Regions from separate parts of the Callithrix jacchus genome. Here region 2 is linked to region 1. The links are chromatin contacts, called in public Hi-C maps. All regions are on one chromosome and are shown on one strand. The core of a region is the stretch at or near the end of the contact, and the rest is flanking DNA. Distances in the headings are between cores, read along the strand shown. Region 1 holds the start of INS (insulin). Region 2 has its middle 89 kb from the start of IFITM10.

Region 1 (4,868 bases), core at 379-2,878:
TCAGCATGGCCCCCAGAACGTGTGCTGATGGGATAGTCCAGCTGAGCTGGTGGCTGAGCAGATGCCCTGGGCCTGTCTCCCCAGGAGGCTGCTGTGAGAGGGAGATGTCCTCCAGAGAGAGCACCCAGCACCCTCCAGGCCTGGCCAGCCGGGTGCCGCTTCCTATCTTAGAGAGAGCAACCCCAGGCATCCTGCAGGGTGGGCCAGGACACCAGCTGGCCTTCAATGCCCCTCCCTCCCTCCAGCTGCCCCACCACACTCTGCTGGGGTCCTGGAGCTCGCAGGCTGACAACCGTGGCAAACTCCTACTCATCCGTCAAGGCCCTCCCGGGCACAGCAGTCCTTCCCAGCCTGGCAGTCTGTTCCTCACACACCGTGTCGGAGCCCAGCCCCTGCAGGCACCTAGAGGCTGCAACTAGGAGTGTCTCTGAAGGGCTGTGAGCCCCAAGGAAGCCCTGGGGAAGAGCTTGTGCCTACCTCGCTGCCCCTGACCCTACCAGCCCCTGGCTCTGCTCTCCCACCTGAGCACCCCCATCCAGGCTCTCTCCCTACACACTTGTCTTGCCCCACTGCAGGGCCTCAGAGCATGGTGGCATCCTGGGGCAGTCATCACAGGTCCTGCTACAGCACGGCTCAGGGTGGAAGGGGTGGAAGGGAGGGACCCACAGTCAGCTGGTGCCCACTACCAAACTGGATAGGCAGGAGATGCTAAGGCTGGGAGAGCTCGGGGTGGCCCCCAGGGGCTCTGAAGTTGAGGCCAGGCTGGGGCACAGGGATGAGAGGGTTCGGGGCACACAATGCCCCAACCTGCCTGCGCCATGATCTTGCCCTCTTGCTGCTGGGACCTCCTGATCCTGCCCCTGGCGCTCAAAGGTGGTTAGGGGCTGCGGGCAATGAGGCTCGGAGCCCTTGCACTCCCGATGGGTCCAGCTGACCTCCAGTTGCCTCCCCAGGGCTCAGCCCAGATGACACTGTGGGGGTGATGGGATCGTGGGGCCTGGCCAGGAGAGGAGCAATGGGCAGGGGCTCCTGGAAGAGGAGTGGGGGCCAGGAAGGTGCCTATGGGGCCAGGACGGTGCTTCCCACACCTGCCCATGGAGCCCTGCAGCCACCACAGATCACAGGGAAGATGAGGTCCAGGCAGCCTGCTGGGGACCCGCTGCTCGTCCCTGGGTCCCTGGGTCCTGCCCTCCTGCCACCCAGGGGAACTGAGGGCCTCAGCTGGGGCTGCTGTCCTGGGGTGGGGTGGGAACTGGGCAGCCAGCAGGAAGGGGGCCTTCTCGCTCCCCCACCCCGCAACCTCTGCCCACCCATGGGGGCATCTCAGGCAACCAGAGATGGAGGGCAGGAGTCTGGGGACAGCAACATGAAGAACCCCGCCCTGCAGCCTCCTGCTCTCCTGGTCTAATGTGGAAAGTGGCCCAGATGAGGGCTGTGCTCTCCGGGAGACATTTACCCCCAGCTGCGAGCAGGCACAGGTCTGGCCACGAGGACCCTGGTTAAGAATCTAATGACCCCCTCCCTGGCCCTGAGGACCAGGGAGATATTCCCGCCGACCCAGCAGCCGGGAAATGATCTGGAAGGTACAGCCTCAGCCCCCAGCCATCTGCCAGCCCTGCACCCCAGGCCCTAATGGGCCAGGCGGCAGGGTTGGCACGTAGGGAAGATGGGCTGTGGGCCTATAAAGCCAGCGGGGACCCAGCAGCCTTCAGCCCTCCGGGACCAGCTGCATCGCAGGAGACCAGCCAGCAGGTGTGTTCCAAGGGCCTTTGAGCCAGCCTGGGCCCAGGGCTGCCCCACTTGGGGGTTGCAGAGCAGTTGGACCCCAGGCCCCAGCTCTGCAGTGGGAGGGCATGGCTGGGCTCTGAAGCATTTGGGTGAGCCCAGGGGCCCCAGGGCAGGGCACCTGACCTTCAGCCGGCCTCAGCCCTGCCTGTCTCCCAGGCCGCTGTGCTTCCACCATGGCCCCGTGGATGCCCCTCCTGCCCCTGCTGGCACTGCTGGCCCTCTGGGGACCCGAGCCAGCCCCGGCGTTTGTGAACCAGCACCTGTGCGGCCCCCACCTGGTGGAAGCCCTCTACCTGGTGTGCGGCGAGCGAGGTTTCTTCTACGCACCCAAGACCCGCCGGGAGGCGGAGGACCTGCAGGGTGAGCCCCACCGCCCCTCACTCCCCCCACCACCCCCAGCCACCCTTGCTCCTGCTGCTCCCACCCAGCCTGGGCAACAGGTGGACTTTTTAAAAAGAGATGAAGTTCTCTTGGTCACATCCTAAAACGTGACCAGCTCCCTGCGGCCCCAGCAGAAACTCAGCCTGAGGACGGTATTGGCTTCGGCAGCTGAGCTCCGAGATACCTAAGAGGGCGGGCAGGGCAGATTCCTCCCTTCATGTGCCCCTCAAGCAAGTGCCCCGCAGCCCACTTCTCCACCCTCACCCGAAAACTGCAGCTTCCAGTGTTTTGTTGAGTACATCAAGTCCTGGGTGACCTGGGGTCACAGGGTCACAAACGCCCCATGGCACCTGAGGAGGACATGGCTGCTGGCCACAGTGTCCCTGGGCTTCACGACAGCTCCAAAGTCAGGAAATGAGGCAGGCGCTGGGGACAGGCCCTGGGAAGACGTACCGGGGGTACCTGTTCAGCCTCCCGCCATGGCACCACCCAGCGCATTGAAGCCCTCTATGTCCACATCTGGTGTGAGCCACCCTTCCTCCACCTGGGCCCAGCTTGGCTGGAGAGGGGTGGGAGCGTGACCTGGGGCTGGTGGGCAGGCGGGCATCGTCTCTCCCTGACTGTGCCATCCTGTGTCCTCTTCCTCACTGCTGTTCTGGACCTGCTCTGTGTGGCTCGCCCTGGCAGTGGGGCAGGTAGAGCTGGGTGGGGGCTCTATCACGGGCAGCCTGCCGGCCTTGGAGGGTCCCCTGCAGAAGCGTGGCGTCGTGGATCAGTGCTGCACCAGCATCTGCTCCCTCTACCAGCTGCAGAACTACTGCAACTAGACTGGGCCCACAGGCCACCCCGTGCCCACTGCCACCTGCACCAGCACCTGCTCCCTCTGCCAGCTGGAGAACCGCAGCTAGTCGCGGCCCGCAGGCAGGCTCAAATGCGGCCTGCACCCTCTGCACCTGCACCACGAGTGATGGAATAAAGCCTCGAACCAGCTCTGCTGTGCTGTCTGTGTGTTTTCGGGGCCCTGGGCCAGGCCCCGCTTCCTGGCACTGTTATGAGCCCCTCCTAGCTCTCTAGACACTCTCTAGATGCCCATAGGTGCCCTCACTGGCCAGGCCCCCCAAAGTGGTGGTGCCTGTTGGCTGCCTCTTTGCTACTCCCGCGCTGGGGCTCAGGGTCCAGTTTCAGAGTTGGGGGGGGTCTCTTGAGAGGCCGGGTGGCGGGGCCACTGGGAAATGACTTCTTGCTCAGTAGCTCTGGGCTCTTGGAGTCCCCAGAGACCTTGTTGAGGAAAGGGGATGAGAAGATTCCAGCATTTCCCCCACCTAGCCCTCCCAGGTTCCATTTTTACAGCTATTTCTGATGGAGTCCCTGTGGAAGAAGGAGGCTGGGCTGCTGGAGCGGGTCCTGCAGGCGGGGGCTGGGAAGTGGGGGGAGGATGCCGAGTGGTACCTACTATCCCCAGCTCCAGGCAGTCCCGGAGCAGTCACACACCCTGGCCTTGAGGCCCAAACTGGCAGCGGTCTGCAGCCACAGCCCATAACATCCAGGCCCAGACACCTGGGGGCCCCACTCGTGCCTTGGAGGGAGCAGGGAAGGTCAGATGGGAGCATGAGCTGGGGCAGGTGTGAGGACGGTGGAAGCAGTGGGCAGGGCCTTGGAACCCACACCTTGGGCACCCTGGCTGGAAGCCCAGAGGACTGCAGCCCAGGAGGACAGGGAACCGCCAAGGCCACCAGGGCAGAGACCAGGGCCAGGGTCCCCCTGCAGCCCCTCTGCCGTCACCCTCCCCATAAGTAGGGCCACATGGCCAGCTTCGTATCTACAGACCTGCCACTCATCTGGAAGGACGCACGAGCCCTGGTGATGACGTCACGCTGGGCTGCAGGTCTTTGGGGGTCCTGACATAAATCCTCCTCTTCAGCACCTCTGGGCACAGGGTGGCTCCACTGGGCACCCAGCCTGGTGGGCAGATGAAAGCCCAGGGGCTGCCTGGGCTTACTGTGGCCCGGGAGGTCAGCGGGTGACCCTAAACACCCTGTGGCCGGGCCAGCCTGCGCGCCACCCAGGCCAAACCAATCTGGACCTTTCCTGAGAGCTCCACCCAGGACTGGGCCGGGGACGGCTGGGCCTGGGGCTGATATGGCCTGGGGCTGCAGAACACTGCCACCTTAGGCTTCAGGCCAGGCACTCACCCTCCAGCTGGGGGCCTGGCCATTGGGGTAGCCCTGTCCCTGAAGCTCTGAGCTCGCCCCTTCCCCATGACCATATCAGCTCCCCCTCTGCCCAGAGCTGTCACAGCCCCCATCTAGCCCCACCCCCAGAGCGGGGGCCAAGACTAGGCAGGCGGGTGGCTGGCCGGACACTGGCCCCGGAAGAGGAGGGAGGCGGTGGCTGGAATCAGTGGCAGCTGTCCATGGGAACACCCGGCCGGCCCCACTCGCACCGGTAGAGCCAGAGGTGCCCTGCTGGAGCCAAGGTATGTGAGCTTGAGAGGGGCTGCAGTGGGCCCGCTGGGAGGCTGCCCTCCAGGCGGCCATTGGACAAGCTGCTGCCCTGGCCACCCCTGATGGCCAAAAGGCCGTGGGGAGTGATAGGCAGAGTGAGGCCAGGACAGGTGTTTCTTAAGCCTGGCCAGGGGGTCAGCGTTCTATGGGGAGCTGTGGAGAGTGGTGTCCAGGGACCCCTGGGGCTGTCCCAGC
Region 2 (4,478 bases), core at 871-3,370, 520 kb after region 1:
AAAAAACCAGGGCAGTTCCTCCAGGGCTGGTGGGGGCAGGGAAGGGCGCCACCAGTCTCAGCTGCTGGGGAGACCCATCCCTCCCACAGACAGTGTTTTCAGCAGGACCTTAGCACTGGGATCCCTGCTGCCCTGGGCCTCCCTCACACTCGGGCAGACCGGGGCTCTCAAATGGCTGCGGAACATTCAAACCCGTCTGATTTGCTTTTTTGTTTTGAGATGGAGTCTTGCTCTGTTGCCCAGGCTGGAGTGCAGTGGTGCAACCTTGCGTAAGTGATTCTCCTGCCTCAGCCTCCTGCATAGCTGGGACTACGAGCATGGGCCACCATGCCTGGCTATTTTTTTTTTTTTTTGTATCTTTAGTGGAGATGGGGTTTCACCATGTTGGCCAGGCTGGTCTCAAACTCCGGACCTCAGGTGATCTGCCCGCCCCAGCCTCCCAAAGTGCTGGGATGACAGGCGGGAGCCACTGCTCCCAGCCCTATTGAAACATTTCTCAAGGTTCTCAGGCATTTGTCAGCAGTGAGCCCAGAACGCAGCAGCACCCACCTCACCACCAGGACACCCTACTCAGGCAGGCTGCAATTTTTTTTCTTTTTTTTTTTTTTTAACAGAAGGAGTCTCGCTGCTCTGTCACCCAGGCTGGAGTGCAGTGGCACGATCTTGGCTCACTGCAAACTCTACCTCCTAGGTTCAAGCGATTCTCCTGGCTCAGCCTCCCGAGTAGCTGGGACTACAGACACCTATCACCACACCTGCACCTGGCTAATTTTGTATTTTTGGTAGACATGAGGTATCACCATCTTGGCCAGGCTGGTCTCGAACTCCTGACCTCAGGTGATCCACCCGCCTCAGCCTCCCAAAGTGCTGGGATTACAGGTGTGAGCCACGGTGCCTGGCCAAGCTGCAATTTTCCTATGTGGCTTGTGTTACTCTGTGGTCCTCCTGCCATTGCTAGAACCAGAATAGATGATGGGGGTGATGGGGACCCCCTTCGTTCTCATTTTAATGACAGTGGCTGGCACTTCACACTTTAAGGCTGTGTCCGCACAGGCTCCTGAGGACATGAGCGAACTCTTCTGTGCGAGCAATTTCTTCCCGTCTCTGTTTGGCGTCGGCTTTGTCCTGAGTGGCTTCTGAGTTTCCACGAGCGCTTCTTGGGCACCTGTAGAGAAGGTTTGCTATTTTATCTGGTCTTCTGGCAACTTCTTTGGGGGAAAATCACGTCACGTGTGAGTCTGTGTGGCATGCAGGAGTTTTCTTCCACCACTGAAGGCAAAGAGGCCTGGTCCCCCGTCCCCCAGTGGCAGAAGGCAGGCGAGCACAGCAGCCAGCCCCACCTTGACCGTCAGTTCCTGCTCAGCATCTCATATGTGCAGGAGCCGGGACTCTGGACAGGGCTGCTGCCAGGACACCATCCGAGCGGGTGTCAGGCATCTTCCCTGCCTTCCCCAGACAGCTGGGTCTCACTGTGCCTAAACCATCCAGGGCCTGTGGACGCTGACCCATGGGGAGAAGGACACTGTGCTCCCCTCTGCCCGCCGCCAGTCAAGGTGGCAGTGTGTGGACATATGACTGAGTGGATTTCCATGTAAACCGCTGAGGGCTGACCCCATGTGGACTCCATAGCCAGCCTGCAGCTGTCCCCTCGGGCACTGGACAAAATGTCCAGACAAACGTCCTCGGCGACTGCAAACCTCCGTGTTGGCTGCAAAGACCCGGAGCAAGGAGCAGCCAGGTGGGTCCTGTCAGTTCATCCTGAGAGGCACATGAGAAGGGACACCTGATCCAGACTCCCAGGAGCCACCCTGCACCAGGAACTGAGGGTCCAGGGGCTTCCGACCCACCCGTCACACCCCCAGGTCTCACAGCACAGTCGGCCCTCGCCTGGGGTCACCTCGGAACTGCGGCCGCCGCCGCTCAGGGCAGTTGGCTGGCTGGAGCAAACTGCAGCGGTGCCTGGCTGAGATCGAGGCAGTGTTTGTCCCTATCCAAACAGACGGAACGTTAGGATGAGGCTGTCAGGGACCCTGCCTGGGGGAGCCGACCCCTTCTGGCGCTGCCTCGGGCTGCACTGCCTTGCCCGGCGCCCTGCTGGTCCAGCACTGGGAGCCTTTGCACCCATCAGCCCTGGAAAGACACGCATCGGGCAGCTGGGATAGAGCCGGTAGCGTCCCAGAGGGTGCCGCCCCGGGCATGTCCTGGCAGTCCTCTACACAGATGCCCACGCCACTCAGAGAGGGGGGCCATGACTGCCGCCCTGCTTGGGGAAAGAGGGACCCCAGCAACACCTCATTCTGTGGTTGGGACGCATTTCCCAGGAGACCCAAGCGGCTGTCTGACCTCGGGGAGGCCCAGGCAAGGGCGGCTCTCCCATGGACCCCGCCTGCGGTGCCAGCGATGGCCCCGTAGGGCCCTGTGCTCTAGATGGCCTGGCAGCTCAGCTTCCACAGGGAGCTTCAGGAAGCCCCGGAGATGGGCCCAGGGCCCTGGAGCCCAGCCAGGCCTTCTCCATCAAGGAACTTCTTCCATCGGCTGCAAACAATCTCTATTTTCTCCTAAACTTTGGGAAATCAGCTCCTGAGTACGTGACACCAGCTGGCAGGAGGCTCGCCCCACGGGTGCAGCAGACCCAAAGGGCCTCGGGCTCCAGGGGGCTCCTGACGCAGGAGGAAGAACGTGACAAGGAAGCAGGCCTGCGCTCCCCAAGACACAAGGGGATGGGAACGGGAACAGAGGCGCACGCAGGCCACGGCCCCCACCCCCTGCCTGTCTGCGGACAGCTGCATCCGCCCGGATAGCCCAGGCCCCGTGGCCACAGGGAGCCCTGAAATCACAAGGCTGCAATCTTCATTGGTGTTTCCTCAGAAACAACCCCGAGCCAAAGGCTGGAGGGCAAAGCTCACAGGGAGGGGGGATTCGGGGAAGTGCGGGGAGGAGGGAGGAGGAAGCCGAGGAGGCCTCTGCGGGGGCTGCTGCGGGGAACCCTCTGCGAGGCCACAGGGGCTGTCCTCAGTTCTTTCTCCTTCCTTAGTACAGACTGTCCCTAGAAGGGCGTTAGCTTCCCTGCCCTCCAGCTTTCCCTGCGGGCTGGACCCCGGGCCGGTGTCTGCAGGTGACTTCTGGGTGGGTGAGGTTGTGCGCACAGGCCCAGCTGTGTCACCACAGTCACTGTGCATCCATCACAAGCTGAGCCGGTGTGAAGCCCTCAGAGTCCCCTCAAGTAGCGGCTCAGGGGCTGAGCTCCAACCGCCACACTGGCGGCCATTTCTGAGTCTTTCATTCCCATTATACAGATGAGAGAGGCAGGGTGAGGGGGAAGAGAAAGAGGGAAAGAAAGGGAGGGGGGGAAAGAGAGAGAGCAGGAGTCAGGGAGAAGGGAGAGAGAGCAAGAGAGACGGGGCAGAGAAACAAAGGCAGAGACAGAGACGGAGACAGAGACAGAGACAGAGATAGAGAGAGACAGAGATGATGAAGACAGAGACAGAGAAAGAGACAGAGACAGAGATGAAGACAGAGACAGAGACAGAGAAAGAGATGAGACAGAGACAGAGAAAGAGACAGAGACAGAGATGAAGACAGAGACAGAGACAGAGAAAGAGATGAGACAGAGACAGAGATGAAGACAGAGACAGAGACAGAGATGAAGACAGAGACAGAGACAGAGAAAGAGATGAGACAGAGACATAGATGAAGACAGAGACAGAGACAGAGAAAGAGACAGAGACAGAGACAGACACAGAGAAAGAGACAGAGACAGAGACGAACATAGAGACAGAGACAGAGATGAGACAGAGACAGAGACAAGACAGAGACAGAGACAGAGATGAGACAGAGACAGAGACGAGACAGAGACAGGGAGCGTGGGTGATGAGTCGGGAGCAGCCTCTGGGCGAGAATCCCTGCAGCCGGCAGGGTCGGAAGGGCTGAAAGCCTGCTTGTTTGGGGCTATTTTTAAAAACAATTGAATTTATAAAAATCTCAGTTTGGTGCCTGTAGGCTCTTGAACTAATGCACTCAGCCTGCAGGGAAGAAAGAAGGGACTCGGGGGCCAGCCCCAGAGGCCGCCTCTGGCTTTTTCAGGTGATGACCACTCACCCGTGCCCTGGCCACTCAGGGGAGCCGGGCCACACCGGGTGAAAGCAGGGGCCGCCGGAAGAGACAGGCGGCCTCCTTAGAGGCTGAAATCACCCCCAGGCCCGTTTGGGCTCCAGGGGCCTCTGGGCCCACAGGCACGTGTGGGTGCTGCGGCGTGAGCCGGGCAGGGAGTGGACAGCAGGCCCACGCCGCTGGGGGTGGCAGAGAATCGTTTCCTTTATTTGATTCTCACGCACTGACTTCTTTGCTTCCATCAGGGAAGCCCCAAGCCCTGAGCTTGCCCCATTCTCTGAGCAGAGGCAGACCCGGCAGCCAAGCCCGTGTTGTCCGGAGGCCCCGTGTCCCCAGCTCCGGCTCCCAGGCCTCAGGATGAACACAGA

Evidence for each region. Hi-C and Micro-C count contacts between places; a contact is called where the count stands out from the background.
Region 2: a contact with region 1 is called in a Hi-C map of induced pluripotent stem cells, with 5 times the contacts expected there. The contact joins the enhancer-like site here to the promoter of INS in region 1. A contact is called at or near these places in 2 of 3 Hi-C or Micro-C datasets (induced pluripotent stem cells and skeletal muscle).

Annotation. Positions count from the first base shown.
Region 1 is chr10:129,710,187-129,715,054 of calJac240_pri, forward strand. It overlaps INS (insulin), which reads left to right and starts at 1,629. Exons shown (of 3, transcript XM_035263736.3): 1 at 1,629-1,752; 2 at 1,928-2,148; 3 at 2,857-3,159. The coding sequence starts at 1,667. The coding sequence ends at 2,996.
Region 2 is chr10:130,229,556-130,234,033 of calJac240_pri, forward strand. No RefSeq gene overlaps it. Among named protein-coding and RNA genes, the nearest start is that of IFITM10, 89 kb to the left of the region's middle. Within about 2 kb of position 2,121, at least 2 of the 16 cell types and tissues checked have an H3K27ac peak or open chromatin away from gene starts, as enhancers often do.